Linked DNA regions of Mus musculus: region 2 is linked to region 1. Evidence: chromatin contacts called from public targeted proximity ligation data. All regions are on one chromosome and are shown on one strand. The core of a region is the stretch at or near the end of the contact, and the rest is flanking DNA. Distances in the headings are between cores, read along the strand shown.

Region 1 (4,940 bases), core at 2,120-4,619:
GGCCTCCTCTGCCTCCTGGGATGATGGGAACTTGCAACAGGATTCCTGAGCCAGAGGGGCCTGGAAAGCTGCGTCTTCAGGGCTGCCGCCTGGCACACTACCACCTGCTTCTTTGATTTCAACCTGGAAAAGCAGTGGTCACATTAGAGGATACAGACATGGAGTGAAGTGATAGCACGTGGAAGACTGACGTCTAAGTCTGGGGTCAGCAGCGGAGCAAGGATTGCCCTGGCCCTCAGTCAGGAACCATTTTCTCCTTTGAGAAATAAAGCAATCTAGTCATCTGAGCAGCCTCAGGATGGAGAACTCTGAGGACGCCATCAGGTCCAGAATGTGAAGAGGACAAGAGTTGGGAACATACTGAGAGCCTGCATCAAAAAGAAATAAATAGGGCTGGAGAGGTGGCTCAGCGGTTAAGAGCACTGGCTGCTCTTCTGAAGGTCCTGAGTTCAAGTCCCAGCAACCACATGGTGGCTCACAACCATCTGTAATGAGATCTGACACCCTCTTCTGGAGCATCTGAAGACAGCTACAGTATACTTACATATAATAAATCTTTTAGAAAGAAAGAAAGAAAGAAAAAAAGAGAGAGAGGAAGGAAGGAAGGAAGGAAGGAAGGAAGGAAGGAAGGAAGGGAAGGGAAGAAAGAAAGAAAGAGAAAGAAAGAAAGAAAGAAAGAAAGAAAGAAAGAAAGAAAGGAAGAAAGAAAGAAAGAAAGAGGACCAGCAAGATAGCTCAGTAGGTAAGGGCACTTGCTACCAAGCCTGACGAGCCAAGTTTGAACTCAAGAACACACATGGTAGAGAGAGTCAACTGTTGTAGGTTGTCCTCTGACCTCTCCATGTGCACTGTGGAACATGCACCCACACACAGATAAATAAATCCAATTATAAAATAGATAAATGAGACAAAATTGCATTTACTAAGAAGCAATGGGATTTAAAAGTGGAAAGGTCCCAGTGGTTACAAAATTTACATCAGACTTGTGTGATCCAAACCTTAGAAGACAAGAAAGTACAGTTAGGTTTTGAGGAGCAGCCTTATGCAGAATTCAGATTTTACAGAAATGCAGGAAACTTACACTTTTTCTTGCTTGCTGCCTTGGGAACCTGGCAGTAGTTCATTGGAGTCTCACCAAAATGATTTCCCCCTACCCACAAACACACAATTGCTGACTTCAGCAGCAGCAGCAAATATCAGAGCTATTTATACTACAGCAGTAGTACTTTTCTAGACTGAACCTAACTGCATGAAAATGTGTGAGGAGGGTTCCTTCAGAAAGAGCCAGGAGTGCTGGCCTGAGCCTGGGATCCTAACCCTTTTGTGGGAAAGGAGGAGCAGGCATGAAGATCATGTGCAGGTACAGAGTTCAGGACCAGCCTAGGCTACATGAGACTGCCTCACAAAAACAAAAAGGTCTACAAAAGGACCTGGGTTCAGTTCCCAGCACCCACATGGTGGCTCACAACTGGTGGGTGATTTGTTTTGGGGGATCTGCCACCCTCTTCTGGCCTCCTTGAGTACTGCATGCTTACAAGGCATGTAAACAAATTCACACATTAAAAAAACCTTTAAAAAGTGTTTTAAAGTTTTGTCATGCCGGGTGTGGTGGCGCACACCTTTAATCCCAGCACTTGGGAGGCAGAGGCAGGCGGATTTCTGAGTTCGAGGGCGGCCTGGTCTACAGAGTGAGTTCCAGGACAGCCAGTGCTTCAGAGAAACCCTGTCTCGAAACCATCCCCCTCACACACACACACACACACACACACACACACACACACACACAAAGTTTTGTCACCCAATAATTAAACCTCTCTTCCACACTGGCTTATTCCCTTTCCTGTTCTTCTCATAGAGGGGAGAGGAGAGCTAGGAGGCAGAAGGTGCTGAGCCAGCTCCTGTTTAAGGTAAATCAAACTGCTGGCATTTGGAAGCACTGGAAACCAGGAGGAGGCCTCTGCCTGGGAATGAGGCTGAGTTAGAAGGTTCCTGTGGGAAGGCTAGAGTCCCACCTTCTCTGTAAATTGAGCAGGGAACAGGATTTCTGGGTTCTGAGCTCTACTAGCTGTGACTTATTGGTGTACAAAGCCAGGCTCCTGTCATCTCCACAGAGATTTAAAACAACAAAAATTCTATGAAGGCTTACTCTAGACCTGACACACTTGACTGGATGAGGAGCCCAGTTTCCCAAGCAGGGTTCTTTGGGGGCTGACCTGTGCCTGGTTTCCTTTAAAAGGTTGATTCCTTTCTATTGGCAACAGTGAGGTGTTGGGGATGTGGGTTAGTTGGGTTAGTGGACTAGCATAAGGCAGGGTGTGGTCCCAGCATTGTATCAGCCGGGTGTGGTGGGGCTCACCTGTACACCTAGCACTCAGGATGTAGAGGCAGGAGAATCAGAGGTTCTCCTAAGTTATATAGCAATTTCAAGGAATTGCTATATAGCTTAGCAATATGGTTGAGAAGCAGAATTCATCAAAACTCTACATAGGTTTAAAGAACTGTCCCTTATCTTACAGAGGGGGAGATCATCAACTGAAAAAATCCTCAATAATGGAAGTCTTTGGTGTGAAGAAAAAAAAATCTCCCAGCCAATCCCAAACTACCAGGCTGAAAACTATCTGCAGAACACGCAAAAGGCCCTGGGTTCTATCCCTAGCCCTGCTGGGGCGGAGGTGGGTGGAGACACAAGTCCAACAGGCCAGGAACACACACTGTGATGGCAACAGTTATAAGCTCTTCTAGTGTGGCACAGTCATCTGCAGGGGAAAAGGCTGGGCAGGGAGGTGCCACCTCCCTTGTATCCCTTGTGGTGCCTGAGCCTGCTGCCCGGGGCCAGCCCACAGGATAGGCACGCGGAGAGGCGGCGCGACGGTGGCCCCTGCTGGCGCTTACTGGGATCACGCGCACTCCTGCGCTTAGCGGCAACAGCGCGGGCCCGCGAGCACCGGGAAGTAACGACGATAACACGTGCACGCTGTAGGCGGGAGGCGGAGCGGCGTCGTCTGGGCTGCGGAGCTCGGGCAGCCCCGGGAAGTCGCCGAGCAGGGCGGCCGGTACCTCAGCGCCCGGCGGGGGGCTGAGCGCACGCAGCAGCGGCTCCCCTGGCTCGGTGGCGCCCAGGTAGGCGTCGGCCAGAACCGGCAACTCATCCCGATCGGCCGCACCGCCTGCGGGGCTCAGCGCCAGCCCGTCCGCGAACACACGCTCTGACCCGAACAGCTCGGCGCCCAGCTCGTCTTCGGGGCCAGTCATGGCGCCGAGCAGCGCGTCCTCCATGGCCACTGGGACCCGAGAACAGCGACACGACGCGGCCGTCCAGCTCGCCTTGCTTCTGAGAGGCTGGACGACCGTTGACCGTTAGGGAAAGGGGCGGGGCCCGTCTCTGACTGAACGGGGCGGAGCCTGGGCTGCGGTGGGTGGGGCCTCTGCCAAGATGACAGGAGCCTGGGTTGTGGTAGGTGGGTGTCTATGGTGGGCGGGGCCTTGCCATGGAGGTTGGGCTTTGGCTCTTGGTGGGCGGGGCCTGAGCATGATGGATGGGACCTGGGCTGTGGTTGGCCCACAAGGCAGCCTTTCGGTATGCTTGGATGGAGGCTGGAGGGACTGGGTATCAGCCAACCTCTCCTGCACCTAGTGGGGGAAACTGAGGCTCCCAGGTGGTGGTTCTTTCTCTCTTTTTTTAAACTTTGAAAATTTCATTGGTGAGTACTGTATTTACATCATTTTCACCCCTCCTTTTCATCTGTTTTTGTTTTTAAGTCAGAATCTTAGTAGGTAGACTTGGCTGGCTTAGAACTCTTTACGTAGACCAAGCTGGCCTGGAACTCACAGAGCTCCACCTGCCTCTGCCTCCCAAAAATTGGGGTTAAAAACATGACTAATACTCCAGGAAATTTGAAGCAGTGCTAGGTGGGAGGCCCCACCCACCCCTGTTAAGGCCCGCCCTGTCCAGGCAGAGATGGCCCCGCCCCCTTCCCTAACGGTCCAACCTGGGGGGGGGGGGGGCATTACGAAACTGAGTTAATAGGTGCTGGGAAGTGAGTTTGGGTCCTCAGCGAAAAAAAGTGCTATTAACCTGTGAGTCACTTCCAGTACATTTATCTATTATTGCTCAGGCAGTACTGGAGATTGAATCTAGGGCCTCCTACATGCTGGGAACTCTGCCCTTGAACGTGTTACCTTGTCTCAGTCTCAGTAGTTGCAATTAAAATCCTGTGCCATCAGGTTTTGCTTTCAGGGTTTTGTTTATTTACACTTAATGCGTATTTGCATATACATTTGTGGACACACCATGGCATTAATCTGAAGGAAAGGAAAACGTTCCAGAGTCGAGAGTTGTCTCTCCTTCCCTGTGCGGCTTCTGGGATCAAACTCAGGTTGTCAGACTTGGCAGCACACACCTTTACCCACTAAGCTACCTCATCAGCCATTTTAGTTTCTTGTTAGTCTGTTTGAGACAGGGTCTTGTTGCGTGACTCTAGTTGACCTGGTGATCACTATTTAGTCCAGGTTGGCTTCCAACTCATGTTTTACTTATATCTTTTAAAGGTAAGGTCTCATGTGGCCCAGACTTCCTTGAATTTACTATGTAATCAAAGGCAATCTTGAACTTCTCATTTTCCTGCCTCTGCCTACTGAGTGCTAGGATAATAGGTATGCACCACTATCATCAGCTTATTTAGTATGGGAATTAAACCCAGGGCTTCTTGCATGCCAGGCAAGCACTCTGTAAGCTAATCCACATCCCACAGTCGGCAGCAAGAATTCCTTTGCACCTTGCATTCCCATATCGTTGAGAAGGATTCTATACAGTGCTCTGGCGGCTTCTTCCAGTTAAAATGAGGCGAGCCCCGACTCAGTTACATACTATGAAAGTCTCTCACCAACTGTTTAAATGGAAGGTGAGGCTGACATCTTGTCGTGCACCAGACTGTCACAAT
Region 2 (5,106 bases), core at 2,357-4,856, 520 kb before region 1:
TGTTGGGGATCGAGTCAGACTGTCAAGCTTGGCAGCAAGAGTCTTTACACACTGAGCCATCTCAGCAGCCCTTTTAATGGGGTTTCAAATAGCTCAGGCCTTCAACTCACTATGTAGCTAAGGATTACCTTGAACTCTTGGCCCTCGCACCTCCACTGGTGTAATTACAGTCACATGCTACCATATCCAACACTGTCTGACTATGCAAGCCTCCAGTCTGTCCTGGCTCTGCCCTGTGGCCATTTCCTCCCTCATTCTACATGAAAGTCTCTGCTGGGACCATCTCAGACTCACCTTCAAACTTAGCCATTCCTCTGTGGGACCGTTAGAAAACACAACACAGCACTTTTGGCAGAGAGGGCCAACTGCCCCTCAGAGTCTCCTAAGCCCAGCACTGGTCTGAGACCAGGCTGGTTTCCAGCCTGCTCTCCCTCTGATGTGGCTGTTGCTCTGGGAAGCCTCAGGCTGAGGCAATGCTGATACCTGGTAGGATCCACTTCACCAGACAGGGCCCAACTCAGAGGTGTCATCAGAGTAAGTAGGGCAAACCTATCTCCTTTCCCTTCAGCGTTTGAGGAACCTGCAGACTGGAGAAAACCCTCCAGAAATTCAGGCAAGGCTAAGCTCAGGCTGCTATGCCCACCTGACCTTAGGGACCCAAACTCACCCCCCCCCCCCAGCTCCCTTTATTTCTCTTCCCCTTCTCTCTGGAATAGCTGTCTCATTTATACTAAAATTCAGTAGTTATCCCCCTCCCCTTCTCCCTCCCTGGGAAACCTCCATGACTTGACATCTCACTGTGTCCCTACTCTGCCCGTCTGAGTAGATGTGCCAGGTCCCCTCAACACCCTGTCAGGGACACATACAGGTGGATCCATAGAGAATATGCCCCAGGGTGGAGTTTGTGAGTCTGCCCCATTAGGGCCCCCTTGGCCCTCACTGAAACAAGGTCCGTCCAGGAGTGCTTTGCATCTTTTCTCTCCCAGGTTATCAAACAGGTGTTGGCCCGGACCAGCAGCGGGGGATTCTGTGGGAATGATGGCTTCATGCACATGACCCTGTCCAGCCTTCCTTTTGGAGGAGTGGGTAGGTAGCAGCAGAGCTCTGCCCTCCTGGGCTGACCCCCTACCTGCATCCCCATCCTGCTACCTGACCACATTAACTGCAGAAGATGTGCCCCCTTCTCAGTGCCCAGTGCAGCATAAGCCCCTCCCCACTGACTGTCCAACTAGCCTGCCTCTCTCCCACCTCCCTACAGTCTGTGGTGGAACTTTGCAGATATGCTTGCACTAAACATGTGGGTGAGAAGCTACAGAGAGATCACGTTGGTGGGTTTATAAAAACACACCAGTTGCCTCCAGCCACTGAGTTCTTTGTCTCTCCCCCAGACTTTGGCCACCCATCCCCACATAGTTCTGGCCTTCAACTCCATGGCAGGGCCAAATGATGCCTCCTTTAGCCTTCCCAAGTCCCTGCACACCCAGCTCTGGGTGTCTCTGTTTCCAGGAGGCCAGGCATGTGGAGATGCCCCATTCCACCCCCCTGCCACCCCCCGCCCCCAACTTCAAACCTCACAGCTATATTCCAGCAAGCCCACAGGCATGTGACCGGGACAGCTACTTCTCCTTTAGGTCGACTTCCTCACTGAAAGTGCCCTGGTCCTTCCACCCGGTCAGACTCAATATCAGAGCAAATGACAGCATTGTCCGGCTAGTCCTGGTCTGGCCTAGAAGTCCTGCTCTTGTTCCCCCTTAGTCTCTTGTGATGGCTACTGAACTTGAACCCTTACATGTTCCCCCCACCTTCCCCACTTACACACTATCTGGCTGACTCCATGATCCTCTGGCGTCCCTCACTTTAACAAGCCAGCTTCATTACTACCAACTCCACCCAGGCCATGTCCCCTGGACATTCTGGGTTGAGTCCTTGTTCCTTCCTAGACAGTAAGAGCTACACAGATTTGAAGATGTCTGCCACAAACCTAGAAAAAAGATGCCACTCTCACAGAGAGCCTGAGGCAGTCACTTGCCTAGAGTGTTCAGTATGGGGCTGGGATTCAACGTTGGGAAGCCTAGCTCCAGAATTCATACCCATGACCTCAGTTTGCCTGTCCCTAAGGGCACCTGGTAAAGTGGCTGGGGCAAGTTCAGTACTCATCCATAACGCCTTGTGATTAGTCCACTGAACACACAGAGAAACAGGCTAAGATAGCCTACCTGTCAAAGCCAAGTCTATGTGATGTCCCCTCAGTTGGCCCTTAAAGACCTAAAGACCCATGTTCTGTGCTGCCCACAGGAACCAGCGGGATGGGCAGGTACCACGGCAAGTTCTCCTTTGACACCTTCTCCAACCAGCGTGCCTGTCTGCTGCGCAGCCCGGGAATGGAGAAAATCAATGACTTGCGCTACCCACCCTACTCCAGTCGCAACCTCAGGGTGTTGTTGGTGGCCATGGAGGAGAGGTGCTGCAGCTGCACCCTGCTGTAAGCAGGGGTTTTGGGGTACAGGAGCCTGCCTGGGGCACAGCTTCAGAGAAGTGGCCTGCCAGGGCCAAGGCCACAGAGCAGTCTGCTCAGCCCTTCTTGGTGGAGCCCTCTGCCTCCTGGGGCTCCCCTTTTTGGACCTTTGAATAAGATAGGCTGAGGGTAGGAAGGCAGGAAGGGATGCAGTGACCATAGAATCTTCGAGAAAACAGAGCACTTCTGAACTACCCACCCTCTCGTGGATAGTGTTGCAAGGGAGCAGTGATAATCGGCACAGGTCATACTCTGTGACCAGGCCTGTCTGGGTCTTCTCACTCTCAGTTTTCTATCTGCACAATGGAAATAAAACAGCCTTAACAAAACAGCCTATCGTCGTGGAAGTATTAAACTAGGAGGGCTGACTCCAAGCTACAGGTGTCTTGTCTTTTTTGGAGTGGAGGTGCTGCCTCCGTGATAAGTCCAAGACCTTTCCCCAGCTACAACTCACCCCTCACCTCACAAGTTTACTCAGCCGTAAAACATTCCACCAGTCTGAGCTCCATGCTCCAAGGGATGGCGCTTCCAGCCACTCACCTGCTAAAACTCAAAATTTTTGACATCCTGTCTCTACACATGGCCTGGTTTTTGACTAAGTCAACATGTCCTTCCTGGCCTTCCAGATTCTACACCGCCAGCTTAGACACTACTTCCTGAAGGAAGCATTTCTGATCACTCCATACAAGGCATGCAGATTGCCTCATGGTTCTCTAGTCCTAGGGGCAGACTTGACAAAAGTCCTGCTACCCGCGGCCGTTACAAGGACCAGTGGTTAAAGCGCTTGTACGCTGTCGCCATCTTTGCAGTATTCAAATGAGCCCTACCCCTCCCGCCTCCCCGGACTGTAGCAGCGTCCCAAACCGAGGTCAGGAAGTCCCGCCTTCAGGATCTCGGAAGTCAGGCGCATTAACCTCTCTGATACAACATGGCAGCTCCCTACAAAACTTCAAGCATCTGCTCCCATCAGCCAATTAGAGAAAAATATAGTCCTGGGCCCGCCTCCTACAGGACCCTAGGCCAATCAGACCAAAGAAGGAAAGGGCACTATGGAAAAAGGCGTGAGAAGCTCGCCCAATGGCAGCATCCTGAGCTTAGGCTCCGCCTTCCGGTTGAACCGCATCTGGGCCAGGGAAGGAGCCGCAGCACTTCAAGGTGGGTGGCCAGGGCAAGGCGGCGAAGACAGGGTCTGGGTGACGCAACGACAGGGTTGAACGGGGTGTCACCGCTGACCTTATGAAGTCTGGGATCTAGCGCTTCGGCTCGGGACCCGCGGCTTGTGCGTCCTTCCCGAGCTGCGGACCGGAAAGCCTGCACCCTCAGGCGCATGCGCTGCCTCGCCGGCTGCCTTCTGCGTTCATAGGGTCAGAGGTCAAGGGGAAGGTCTGAGAGAAAGTGGTAGGTTGGATCCAGGATTGCTTGGGGTCAAGAATTGGCCGACCCCTACAGGTCAAAGGTCACAAGAGGGCGCTAGAGCGTTGGTGATCTGCCAGACTCTTGGTCAAAATCCCCTTGTTTGCATACATCCCTAATTTTCGGGACCCCTCTTCCTACATTGTAATCCAGAAACTGAGGCCAGGGGACATCATTTGCCCAAGGTCACTCTGCAGGTTGGGGAGAGTTCCAGGAGCCCCTTGGGTTGAGGAGAGGAACTTGACCCTGGTAATTATTTAAATCTTTAAGGGTTTTCTGCAGGTATCTCCTGGATTCCTGTCCTGGTTCCAATGACATTGGGTAATTTGGGAGCAATCACTTAACATGACAGGATGACAGGGTCTATGACATTTGACATGAAGCCTGGCTCAGAGTTATCAGGACCCACTAGGAGGACCCACCAGAAGAACCATCCAGGCTCCTGAATACACTGGTGGTGGTCAGGGAGCCTTGGTGTGAGCGGAGGATGAGGAGTGGACATGGGGAAATGGATTAAATAGGTTGCTTAGGAACTGCAGAAATAGAAGGAACTTGGGGTGCCCAGGAACTGTGAGTCAGCAGAGTGAGGTCAGATTGAGGGTTAGGGGTGCTGGTCTTGAGTGGGATTGTGAGTGAATGGGGCGTAAGGTAGAGGTTCAGAGGAGGGCAGTTTTAGACCCTTCTCTTCCCTTCTCCATGTTCCAGATGTATCGCCTGAGCTCATCAATGCTGCCACGGGCCTTGGCCCAGGCCATGCGCACAGGTAGGGCTAGAGGCCTTTCCTGGGGGTGGGGGAGCAGAGCTTCCTGGTGTGAAATCACCTCTCTCCTTGCAGGACATCTTAATGGACAAAGCCTTCATAGCAGCGCAGTGGCGGCAACGTACAGTGAGTAGCCAATATTCTGACTTGAGCTTTTCTGACCGTCGTCACACCCAAGGCCCGGGAAATTGCTTTGCTAGGGACCCTCTGTGAGCTCTAGTTTCCACTCTGAAAATGAAGGTAGCGATCAAGAGAGACTGTGACTCAGTCACTGTAGTACCATCAAAGGCGGGAGGCATGTGACAGGAAAGAGCTGCTAGGTTATCAGGACCCACTAGGAGGACCTAGGTCCCTCACTCCCTGAACTTGAAAAGCTTTGCCTGGGTGCGCTTCCAAAGCCAGCTTCCATTAACCTCCC

Evidence for each region.
Region 2: a targeted proximity ligation map of memory CD8 T cells shows a contact between it and region 1, with 5 read pairs. A contact is called at or near these places in 2 of 130 datasets of targeted methods (memory CD8 T cells and pancreatic cancer cells).

The regions. Positions count from the first base shown.
Region 1 is chr19:3,387,286-3,392,225 of GRCm38.p6, reverse strand. Tesmin (testis expressed metallothionein like) reads right to left here and starts at 3,369. Exons shown (of 9, transcript NM_001039657.2): 1 at 2,893-3,369; 2 at 1-123. The coding sequence starts at 3,276.
Region 2 is chr19:3,911,274-3,916,379 of GRCm38.p6, reverse strand. Ndufs8 (NADH:ubiquinone oxidoreductase core subunit S8) reads left to right here and starts at 3,606. Exons shown (of 7, transcript NM_001271443.1): 1 at 3,606-3,670; 2 at 4,634-4,691; 3 at 4,764-4,814. The coding sequence starts at 4,634. Aldh3b1 (aldehyde dehydrogenase 3 family, member B1) reads left to right here. Exons shown (of 10, transcript NM_026316.3): 9 at 987-1,086; 10 at 2,296-2,889. The coding sequence ends at 2,486.